Linked DNA regions of Mus musculus: region 1 is linked to region 2. Evidence: chromatin contacts called from public HiChIP or PLAC-seq data. All regions are on one chromosome and are shown on one strand. The core of a region is the stretch at or near the end of the contact, and the rest is flanking DNA. Distances in the headings are between cores, read along the strand shown.

What was found. HiChIP or PLAC-seq counts read pairs in DNA pulled down with a chosen protein or histone mark.
Region 1: an H3K27ac HiChIP or PLAC-seq map of embryonic stem cells shows a contact between it and region 2, with 5 read pairs. The contact joins two enhancer-like sites. A contact is called at or near these places in 9 of 39 promoter capture datasets (the 3T3-L1 cell line, the C10 cell line, cranial neural crest and 6 more), 6 of 115 datasets of contacts at active chromatin or transcription factors (bone marrow-derived macrophages, embryonic basal ganglia, embryonic stem cells and 1 more) and 1 of 9 other capture datasets (adipose tissue).

Annotation. Positions count from the first base shown.
Region 1 is chr3:96,574,936-96,581,002 of GRCm38.p6, forward strand. It overlaps Polr3gl (polymerase (RNA) III (DNA directed) polypeptide G like), which reads right to left. Exons shown (of 8, transcript NM_027241.4): 4 at 5,900-5,968; 5 at 5,515-5,571; 6 at 5,081-5,154; 7 at 4,863-4,976; 8 at 2,937-3,653. The coding sequence ends at 3,567. Among named protein-coding and RNA genes, the nearest start is that of Gm15441, 11 kb to the left of the region's middle. Within about 2 kb of position 1,971, at least 381 of the 459 cell types and tissues checked have an H3K27ac peak or open chromatin away from gene starts, as enhancers often do. A contact at or near this core is called in adipose tissue and bone marrow-derived macrophages, where this site is marked.
Region 2 is chr3:96,297,970-96,303,998 of GRCm38.p6, forward strand. No RefSeq gene overlaps it. Among named protein-coding and RNA genes, the nearest start is that of Fcgr1, 7.0 kb to the left of the region's middle. Within about 2 kb of position 2,927, at least 63 of the 459 cell types and tissues checked have an H3K27ac peak or open chromatin away from gene starts, as enhancers often do. A contact at or near this core is called in adipose tissue and bone marrow-derived macrophages, where this site is marked.

The DNA of each region.
Region 1 (6,067 bases), core at 721-3,220, 280 kb after region 2:
CCATTGAGACAGTGTCTCCTGTGCCCCAGCTTGGACTCAAATTTTCCATAGAACCAAGGGTTAGAGGCATACGCTTTTATGCTCAGTTCTGTAGTGTTAGGGATAAAGTCTAGGACTTTGTGTATGCTGGGCAAGTGCTCTGACTACTGAGCTACACCCCCAGTTCACACCCTGCTTTATTCTCTACCAGCCCACACCCTTCTTTACTTTCAAAGTTCAAACAACCATAAAAGTAAGTTGCAGAAACCAACTACCTTTCCCTTACCAAACCGCGGTGCCTAATCGCTCCATCCACCTGCCTTCTGGCCTTCAGTTTTCTTTGTTCTCCACTCTCAACCTAAATTTGCTGCATCCAGATCTCTATTTGGTCCTCTCTTAAACCACATGAGTCCTTGCACCTGTTCACCGACTCCCCATTTCACGGGTCCTACCTAAGGAGGTGAGGCCTGGGAGGGTAGGTGTGGAACATGGGTTAGGTTTTCCTGCTGTAAAATCTAGTCTGCAGTCCAGGCATTGGAGCAATTTAGACAATAAGAACTGTTCCTAATGGGTATTATGTACCTGGGTGGCAAACACTGACTAGGTCTATGTAAATTAGTAGGCCAGGCCTCAACTGCTGTGCTGCCTGCCTCTCCAGGAAGAGCGGCTTTGACCCTGTCTGCTGGACCCAGGCTCCAGCCTCTGCCTGTTTGGGAGTGCTTGTGGGAAGTTGGGGAAAGGTCAGTGGACATGGTTTAGCTATTGCCTGGAACCAATTAGGAATTTGGGGAAGCTGCTGTGTCTCGTGTCACTGGCTTTGTCCAACAAGGTCACCTGCCAGGGAAGGCAGGAGTCCAGGCAGGGCAGAGTCCAAGAATGACTTGATATTTATGACACTTTGTCTTTGAGGTAGCATGACTGATCCCAAGTGGTCATTCCAACCTTTGTCCTCCTTTCTCCTGCGCCAGGGGAAAGGCAACGTGAAGGGACGGAACTGTGGAAAGATGGGTGGGGACTAGTGTCCTGCCCTCCTTTACCACCTTTAGTTCGGGATCTTTGGTCCCACCACCAAGTTCCCAGGGATGTGAGTTGGCTCATTCGGTGCTTGCCTCCAAGCCTTGCATGTGAGCCCCCAGACCCATATGGCAGCAGGAGAGTACTGACTCCAGCAGGCTGTCCTCTGGGCTCCCCACACACGCCATTTTGTACACCCTTGGCCAAATAAATGAAATGTTAAAAAAAAAAAAAAAAAAAAAAGAGGAGCATCAGGTGGGCTAGCCTGTGGCAGTGTCTCTCAACATAGACCTGGACTTAAGTAATGAGGGTTAGGATGGTGTCTCCCCTCCACTGTGTGTGCACGGGACAACGTAGGAAAAGACAACAGGTAAACAAAACAGAACCAAACCGTTCAGGATCTTTGTTTTCGGCTGTTTCCTCCCTAGCTACAGTCGCTGGCTGTAGAACTGTGGGAAACCCCAGGGACAAGTCTCCTGGCCCCGCCCTTCCCTCACCTCGGAGAGCTAGAAAAGGAAACACATCAATCACCACAAATTGCTCAATAACTCTGGAATGTTCGCTTCTATTCCTGTTCCCGGCTCTGCTTTCTTGGCTGGGCTTCTATCCCAACACTTGCTACCACATTTAAACGAGGCCTTGAAGGCGCTTCTCCTCCATGGAGTCTAAGCCCCTCTTTGCCCTGTACAATGGGGTCAGAAATACCTGACCTTGGATTTCGGTTCTCTAACCCACGATGCTGTAGGAAATTCGGTCGGCCTGTCTAAAAGCGATTGGGAAGCTTATTGGACGCTTCTCACACAGTCCATCCTTAGACTATGAAATGCTCAGTGGGGCCTCCCGTGGTAGCACGGCAGATGTCTCTGCAGGTCTCCTTACTCTGTTTCTATACTGGACACGCAACTTACTCGTGGCTGTGGCATGGCAAGTGCATGCAACCAATCAGCTCGAGGAAGCCTTCCTTAGAAGCCAATCAGAGGCCAGGGAAGTGACCTCACCCAAGGGAGCGCTGTGTGGGCGAGGAAGCCTCTCTTAGAGCTGAGTGTCCCTAAATCACTCCCTTCCTCCCCACCCTCCTTACTTCCTGGAAGATAACACCGCCTACCCCCTCCCCAAAGTGGAGTGAGAAAGGCTAACTTAATTCCACAAAGGAAAGAACAACAAAAAAGAAGGAGCTGCAAGCCACACCCCGGCTGTCTGTAGAGAACAGTATATTTAGGGAGATCCTAAATATGCCTTTCAAAGTGGGCTCTCCAGGTCCTGGAAGACGGTAAGCTGAAAGCAGTGAGTCACTCCTCTCTCCCGGCCCCTGGCTTTCTGGACTCCCTGCACAAAAATAGCTGCAATCACTCTTTGTAAATAAGGACACCATCAAGGTCAAGTGTGAGAAAGGAGAGGGCTGGTGTCCTGGTAAATGTGCCTGACTATGCAGGCTCATGTCCCTGTGCTGCTGGAGGCCAAAGGCTAGGGTAGTCTGTGGGCGAGCCTATGCTTTCCCCAGCGCTGCTTTCAGACAGCATTGCAGATGAGTTCCTGAATGTCCTCCAAGGGAGAGCTGAGAAGTAAAGGTCAAGGGTCAAGGCGGTCACACACACACACACACACACCCGTGTCACACTGGACACGCAGAGATTTGACACTGGTGGCACAGACCTGGGACCACAGCTAGGGAGGCTGAGACAGTTTCAGGCCTGTTTGGGCTACAGGGTTAAGTTCAAAGCCAACTTAGGCAACTTAGCAAAAGCTCTGCCTAAAAATTCTAAAGCAAATATATAAAAAGAGATGGGGGCATGGCTGAGTGATGGAACACCCGTTTAGCATTTGCATGGCTGTAAATTCAGTCCTCTGAAAGGGGGCGTGGCAGGGGTAAGAATGGCTTGACTGGACACCCCCTCAGCCTTGCCTCCGGCCCTTTCCCAGTACACATCACTCTGTTAGACATGTTAGACAGATACAAACATTTTATTTAAAAGTACAAAACAGGCCTTACTCCTCTTGACTGTTCCCACCCCAAGTCTCCCCTAAACTGTCAACGGCTGCGCATCACAGCCCCCAGGGATCACACAGGTCACCTGGATTCTAACCAATTTTTTCTCAACAGAAGTAAATGCTAGTAAGTCTGCTGTGGTGGCGCGTCCCTGTAATCCCAAGGCTTGGGGGGGTGGGGGGGGGTCCAAAATTCAAGGCCAGCCTCAGCTACATACCGAGTTCCAGGCCAGCTTGAGCTACATGAGATCTTCTCTCAAAAAACAATAACAAAGCTGGGCATGGTGGCGAATGCCTTTAATCCCAGCACTTGGGAGGCAGAGGCAGAGGCAGAGGCAGGCGGATTTCTGAGTTTGAGGCCAGCCTGGTCTACAGAGTGAGTTCCAGGACAGCCAGGGCTACACAGAGAAACCTGTCTGGAAAAAACAAACCAAGCCAACCAACCAAAACAAAACAAAACAAATAACAAAAATAGGAAAACCCCTAAGTACATAGGGATATTTAGTTCCTGTATCTCAAATCAAGAATGATATATGGGCCCAGGTTTTCAGTCTATGGCCCAGGTTTTCAGTCTATGCCCAGGTTTTTCAGTATATGGCCTCATCCATATTGTCATCGCTGTCCCCTCCAAAGTCCTCTCCATTGTCAAAATATGACATGATGTAATCAGTTTCCTGAAATGTAAAAAGAAGCAAAGATCAGGGGTGATGTCAGAGTTTTCTTCTCTTTGTCTCCAGGCTCTTTCTTCTCACACACACCTTTCCAGGTCTGGGACACCTCTACCTGCTGTTACATTCATTCCTTTTCATGCGTATAGGTGCTTTGACTGCATGTATGTGTATACTGCTTTCGTGCTAGAACCCTCGGAGGCCAGACAATGGCGTCAGATGCCCGGGAACTGGAGTCACCGGTTGTTGTGAGCCACCATGTGGATGCTGAGAGTGGAGCTCGAGTCCTATGGAAGAGCAGCATGCGCTCTTAACCAAGAGTCGTCACTCCTGCTCCATGTTATACAAGTTAAAGTATTTGTTTGCCTGTATATGTATGTTATATGTGTGTGTCCAAGTGTGCCCTGGTGCACATGTGGAAGTCAGGGGACAACTTGCAGGGGTCAGTCCTTCCACTCTGTGGGTTCTGGGGACTGCACTCAGGTCATCAGGCTTGGTAGCAAGCCCCTTTGCCCTCTGAGCCATATCACCCGCCATGTTCCGTGTTTTGAGGATAGGTCAGGGATAGATGAACTGGAGAAAGGCTTTTGGTGGCACTGCAACTCTCTGAGAATGTCTCCCGTGTAAGGGTTGAGAGCCCAGGGTTAGTGAGATGGCTCAGTACAAAAGGCCTTTGTTGTTAAGCCAGAGGACCTGTGGTCAATAACCAGACCCCACACGGGAAAAGAGAGAGCCAACTCTTGCAAGTTGTCTTCTGACCTCCACACATTTCACACACACACACACACACACACACTCATGCACACATGTAATAAAAGATGGCTTGGATGTTAAAGGCCTTTGTTGCTCTTTCGGAGTTCAGATAACTTGGGCAGCTCACACCTGCTTGTAACGCCCAGCTTCAGGGGTTTGGAGACCCTCTTCAGGCCTCCTCAGGCACCAGAACACGCTTGGTATGCAATCATACAGAGTCTTGTATGCTAAGTCTGGAGGCAGACTCATATGTAACCCCAACAGCAGGAAATAGAAGCAGGGGGGCTTCTGGGGAGTTCCTGGCCAGCCTGGCTTGCATAATGGAGACCCTGTCTCAAAACCAAAACCAAAAATAAAACAACAACAAGAAATCTTGAAAAGAAAAAAAAAAAAAGAGTTGTGAGCCTACAACTTGTAAGGGAGAAAGGAGGGGTGGGGTGGGGAGGAGCAAAGCCCCCTCACCTCCTCATGCTCCTCTTCATCGTATTCCTCTTCCTCCCCCTCTTCCTTCTCCTCCTCTTCTTCTTTCTCTTCATCCTCCTCCGAAGTCACTTCCTCCTCCTTCTTCTCTAGCGTCTCATGTGAGGATGAATAGGAAGAGAAACTCACTCACAGAATGCAGGGAGAGCTGGGGCTCCAAGGGACCGGGAGGCCAGCTGTCTATCGCACTTCCTCCTCACCTCTAGTTTCTGTATCGTCTCCTCCTTATCGTCTGTGCTCTTAGGGGGCCTCTTGGGAAGGATAATGGTGGTCCCTGTTTGGAGGATCAAAAAGTGAGAGGCCTTAGTACATCTACTAGCTTTCTTTCGGGGTTTTAAATTTGGGGTGTGTGTGTGTCTGTGTGTGTGTGTACGTGTGTGTGTGACACACACGCGGAAGTTAGAATGAGTTCTTCCTTCCAACAGTGGGTCCTGTGGATTGGTGGCTGGCATCTCTTATCAGCTGAGCCATCTCTCCCTCCATCCTAGCTGAGCCTACTCCACCCTCTTGCAGCAAACACGGCACTCTGCTGCCCTCGTGTGGTCTCCGGCAGCAAAATGTGGCGGTCTGCTGCCCTCCTGTGGTCCCCGTGGCACCGGCTGACAAGCCCTCATCCTCCTGCAGATCCACTCACGCTCCTTCTGTACTTTCCGCACTCGAATCTTGAGCTCACTGGGGAGTCGCCGCCAATCTGGGAAGAGTGGGAGTGAAAATCAGCAGGACCCTGGCCGGCTGGAGGCTTCTGGGAGTGATGGCTGGCGCTAAGGGGGAGGGGAGTGTTTAAAAGGAAGGACGGAATGGGGGTTGGTTTGAAGATTTTTCAGAATAAAATTGTAGGTTTGACGCTTCTGGAGAGGTGGGCACTGTTGTTACAAATAGGGTTTCCACGTAGAACGCGAGAGTGTTGCAGAGCACATCTAAGACTCTAGATTTAGATGTACAGGAAAGGAAGGTGACAGTTTGAGGTACCTAAAGAATCTGAAAGGAGGGCATTCGGAGAGGAGGGGCCAGTCACTTACCAGGGTTCCAATCGATGGCGTTGTCAATAGGCCCAGACATCTGATACTTGTCTGAGTAACGTTCCACATCTGGGGGGCGGGTGGGGGGGGGGTAGAGCCCGTGAGTTAGAGTTTTAACCTTAGAACATCTGTCCTAAGGGTCTGCCCCTCTTATCTATCAATCTCCTT
Region 2 (6,029 bases), core at 1,677-4,176:
AAAAAAAAAGAAAAGTCAATCTCAAACCGGGCAGTGGTGGTGCACGCCTTTAGTCCCAGCACTCGGGAGGCAGAGGCAGGCAGATTTCTGCATTCGAGGCCAGCCTGGTTTACAGAGTGAGTTCAAGAACAGCCAGGGCTGCACAGAGAGAAACCCTGTCTTGGGGGGAAAAAAGGAAAGGAAAAAGAAAAAAAGAAAAGAAAAGAAAAAGAAAGTCAATCTCACATAATTATATTTTTTCACCAAGATCCATCTGAGGATAAGAAGAGCTGTAAGGAGGAGCCAAGTGCACAAAGTCAACTCTAACCTCTACCCTAGACACATCATCACACACCCACACACACACATGTGTGTGTGTGCACAATAATAAATAAAATAAAATCAGGTAAGTGAAAACACTTCAACCTATGTTGTTCATGATACCTTTTCAAAGAATCAACGTTAGATTCAATAGGTTCTATTTTTTTATACCTTGGCTTTTCTGTTTTACTTTCCTATTTGTGAGCCCATCTTTATTACATATTGAATTTCTATGAAATTAGGAGGCCCATTAAATATCACTTGGCTTAGCTTCAGAATGTTTTAAAATGTGAAATGCTGACTTTGCAGTAAGTTGCGTTGTTAAGTACGAGGAGCTGTGAAGTGTGGACTTTGTGGTAGGTTGTGTTAGTAAGTATGTGGAGCTGTGTCTATATCTGTATCTGGTCAATTCTTCTTTTCTTTATGGGGTTTTGATAATTTTCTCACATTTGGACTCGGTATTCCCACAAAGCTATTTCTGAGCACTTGGGGATTTAATTAGCATACAAAGAAACAGGCTTCATTAAATCTTCACACACATTTTCTTTTTCCTCACTACTTGTGGTTCCCTCCCGCCTCCTCCTGCTGGACCCTTTGCTCCCTTACCAGCTTCTCTTGCAGCTACTAGCGTTCTGTCTCTGCAATCCCTGCCCCTTTCTAGCTCCTAGTCAAGACTCCTCCCCACCTCCACTTTCCAGTTTTATGACCTGTTTTAATTAACTTTGCTTTTATCTTTCTTGTGCTGTCCCTGCTTCTGTTTGGGATTCTGTCCCATCCTTTTGTTTTGTTTGGTTTGCAACAGGGTCTTGCTATGAAACCCAGGTTAGCCTCAAATTTACAGTCTTCCCACCCCAGCCCCTCAAACGCTTGCATGACAGGTATGCAATCCGATCCACCTGGTTCATTTCTACTTCAGTCCTTTACTTACAGGGTTAATTCTAACCTTCTTTCATTTCTAATATGATGAGTTTCCTTTTAATTTCTGTTTGAGTTATACCCATTCTATAACCTATAGATAGGCTCTCTTACCATTTTATATATAAATACTTAAGACTACCTTACCCTTTCTGCTGTGTTTCTATTTCCATTTCCCTCTTCCTTCCCTTTCCTGAAACATGCAGAATGTTACACACTATTCTATGGTGATTTTGCCAAAAGTGCACCAGGGATGGTTTATATAAGAATTAGAAGAAGAAAAAAGAATTAGTAATGGTGATAATCCTGAGGATGAAACCCTCAGAGAGGAGCCCACCACCACCATGTTTAAGCTCTGGATACTGGCAACAGAATTATTACCCAAAGTCCCTGGCCATGGAAGTCTAATGTAGGTTTTGTTGCTTTTGAGACAGTTTCAGGTAGTCCAATCTGGCTTCAAGCTCCTTGTGTAGCTGAGGCTAGCCTTGAACTTCTGAGTCCAGGGATTACCGGTGAGCGCCATCATACCTGACTCAGTATGTCTGTTTGATCCTTTATTTTAATTATGTGTAAGTGTGTGGGTTTGTGTGTGTGAGTACAGCACCCACAGAAGCCAAAAGAAGGCATCAGAGCCCCCAGAGCTGGAGTTACAGCTGCTGTGGGCCACCTGAAGTGTGTGTGGGAAGCTGAGCTCAGGTCCTCCACTGAGCAATCTCTTTAGCCCCCTGGATTGGTTTTTTGTTTTTTTTTGGGGGGGGGGGTGGGATTTGGGTGTTTTGTTTTGTTTTGTTTTTTGAGACAGGGTTTCTCTGTGTAGCCCTGGCTGTCCTGGAACTCACTCTGTAGATCAGGCTGGCCTTTGCCTCGCGAGTGCTGGGATTAAAGGCGTGGCCACCACGCCTGGATAGTTTTTTGTTGTCATTGTATGGGCTTTTGTTGTTTGGTTTTACTAGAGGCTTTTTTTTTAATCATCTTTCCTTCAAACGATCTCAACTATAGAGAACTATTCTGTGAATCATCTTTCCTTCAAACGATCTCAACTATAGAGAACCCATCTGTGAAAATGCCGGCTATGGTGTGTGTGTGTGTGTGTAGCATATATGTGTATATTCAAAATGATTATAAACTGTTCAACATTGGATGGTATATACAAGAAAAATAACCTGCTTTAAGACACCATAGCCCAAAATCTCTAAGACATTTTCTGCCGGCAATGGAGTTCTGTCCTTCATAATATTCTTAGGATTTTACGAATGGATAAAGCTGATGATGTTCTCTGTAGAGCGACCTATGGGAAGAGACTTGGAGGAATCGTGAGGGAACTTCACTGTAAATGAAATCAGCTGTTTGAAGCGAAATTTACAGTGCAGAACTATTTCAAAGCTTCCATTAGTGAGCCCGCTGACAACCCAATCACAGTCCCTCCAGCAAACAATCCCGGCAACAAGCACCCTTCGTCCTGTGGCCAATGTCTCTGAACTTCAAAGCACTCTCAGCTCACAGAACTAGGATGGCTAAAGCATTCGGCAAGACTTTGCTGTGAAATAGTTATTTGGGGAGAAGTTTGTACTCGGAGCGTCAGTAGGAATGCACACAGCGGAGCACTACCCTGCGGTCTCCGCGGTGGCTTTATTTTGTAAGAGTGTGGATAAGGTTGACCCTTACTCATGGTCTGACTTGTTCCTTACCGCCACTGCTCAGTTTCTCTTCCCCTAGTCTAGCCTCTGGACTGGTACTTAGCAGGAAGTGAAAATGAATCTCAACGGAGAGTCAGGGATACAGAAACGAAACGAAAGCAAATCCATCCTGAGGAAGCGGAGCGCTAACATTTCTGGTCTACTACAATCCTCTCACTGCGCCAATGTCGTATGTGACATAAATAAAACTCAAATAAGTTAAGCAGCTTCCTCATGGTCCAAAGCGAATGAGGCTGTGAGATGTTAGAGACGTCCCTGCTGATTAACTCTGAGCCTGCTTCTTTCTATACAGAGCTTCAGCAAGGTGGTCGCAGGCAACCAGCAGCTTTGTTACGCAGAGTAGAAGGGGGCCAAATTCAGTCAGAGCTGGGCACTCTCTGCAGTAGGGACCAGAAGAGGATCAAGAAATAAGACATTTCTATCTTCTTGCTGGCTCAGCACTTTAAGGACAGTCGACGTTGTATGTCTTCTGACTTTTTAGGAACTGAGTACGGCCGTCTTGTACTCCAATGGGGATTTTCTTCATAGCTATAGCTTAAGACAACGAGGTGAAACTAGTGACTGAGATACAGCTAGGACTCCAGGTTTTTCTTCTCTCTTGCTTCCAGGAAAATGCTACGATATTGGTATAATGTAAGACGCAGCTTATGTTGAAGTGAAACACCACTCTCTGGTGAGTGTTTTCTCAGTTTGACACAAGCCAGAGTTATCTGAGAAGAGAAACCTCAATTGAGAAAATATCACCATTGGATTGCCTGTAAGGAAGCCTATAAGGCATTTGACTGATGGATGGATGGATGGATGGATGGATGGATGGATGGATGGATGGATGAATTGATTGATGTGGGAGGGGCCAGCTCGCTGAGGGGCAGTGCCACCCTGGGCATGTGGACCTGAGTGGTATAAGAAAGCAGGCAGAGCAAGCCATGAGGACCAAGCCAGTAAGCAGCACTCCTCCAGGGCTTCTGCTTCCATCCCTGCCCTGTCATCTCTTCATGAAGGACTGTAACTGTAAAGTGAAATAAGCCCTTTCCTCCCCAAGTTGCTTTTGGCCATCTTTTTGATCACAGCAACACAAGGTAAACTAAAGTAATGGCCCTGCCTGGAAGCAAGGGGGTAACTGCATCTATGCCCACTGCTGGGACCCAAGGCTTGCATGGGACCCTTTCTCCCTAGCCGTAGCACATATGAGGGGATGGGGAGAGCTAACGTGGTTCCTAGGTTGTGTTCAAACTCTTTCGCATGGCACTAGTCACTGTTAGACCCAAGTCTTTCTACCTTGGAGGCATTGCTGTAACACATTCCATACATCTGTCCTGACTCAGAAGTCAACAGCAGCTGCCACATTAGACAAACTGGAAGTCTGTGAGAGCAAGGACTGCCTGGATCCTCACGCTCCCCACTTGCTTATGGCAATCGGTTCAGCTCAGAACCCTCCCTAGGAGACACTATTTTTCAAATGTAAGACGTTCCACACCCCTCTCCTTCAAGCCCCTGGGCTTTAAGGGCAATTTCTGTCTCATACTCAGATAGATTCCCTTTGTCCCAGCCCTTCTTTCTCCTCTGAACCAAATGATTGTTATTTGGTCCAGCCTTCTGAGATGAGTCCTGAGAGACTAACCATACTAACTTTCTTTATTCCCCTGCAGATTTGAGTAAAAGCCCAACAAACAATGCCGTCCTCGTTGGTGGGTTGTCTAGAGAAACATTGAAGATGTTGGAAAAGGGCGTTTGCTTCTGTTGCTCAATCCAATCACATTTCCCTACCCACAGCACCCCCCACCCTCCACCCCACCCCCACCCCAACCCCTGCCAGCTCATTTTCATGTTTCTTCATGATGTGGTTCAAGAAGATGTTCTGACCCCTTTTTAGCATATGAAGATCACTTGCTTTTTTGCTGTGTTTGCACTGACGCTGGGCCTCTGAGTGAGTCATGCATGTGTTTGATACACACTCAGCGTATGTATTTCACGGTCTGTATTGGAGTCTAAGCGTTTGTAGAGGAAGAGTCATTGTCCTGATTCATTTGAGTCAGACACTCAGATAACATCAGCAAAAGGCTTGGTGATTGGTGATGAGTCCAGGGGTAAGCATGTAGCAGGTTAGCAGAGTAGCCTTCAGTCCTATCACCAGAGGATATTTTGGAGCCAAAATTAGAAATATGAGGTTCTTGGCAGTTTCTGGTTAATGCAACTTGTATAGAAATATTTACTTAATGATTTGCATTTGAAAACACTGCCTCTGGATTCACACACGCTAAGTGTAATTTTGATTCTGTTATTTTTGTAAGAACAATTAACTCAAAACCAAGTAAAACAGACAGACTAGACTACTTCATATAAGCAACAAACAAAAATCAAATAAGTATAATTGTTATACAGAAAGGTTTCTTATATTTACCAAGGAGAAAGAAAAAAATTTTGTGTAGACAGTGGTCCATGAAGGAGTGATAGGGGGACACATGTGTTTGGTATCACATTTAAATGTGATTAACATTTTTCTCTTCCCTAAGATTTCCTCATATAAAAACTAAACGCAGAAGGCTTTCCAGAATGCTGAGATGATAACACATACCAGATTGAGGCTCAGAGACAATGTGGTCTTGCCATCCCTGTACTTGCCCATGTATGCAAAGCACGTTGTTCAGAACCTCATCTAAGCTCAGGACTGGAATCCCAGCACTGGAGAGAGAGAGGCAGGAAGAGCAGGAGTTCAAGGCCAGCCTTGAACACGCTATAGATATTTCACAGGAAGTCTTAGATTGTCTTAGTTAGGGTTTCCACTACTGTAAAGAGACACCATGACCAGTGCAACTCTTATAAAGGACAACACTTAATTGGGGTGGGCTTTCAGAGGTTCAGTCCATTATCATCAAGGTGGGAGCATGGCAGAGTCCAGGGAGACATGGGGCTGGAAGGGCTAAAAGTTCTACATCTTGATCCAAAGACAGACAGCTCCCATGTCACTAGAAGGAGGGTCTCAAAACCTACCCCCACAGTGACACACTTCCTCTAACAAGGCCACACCTCCTGACAGTGTTACTCCCTGGAACAAGCATATACAAACCACCACACAGGTCCATCATCAAGGAATAGAAGGGACCTGAGACCTGGGAA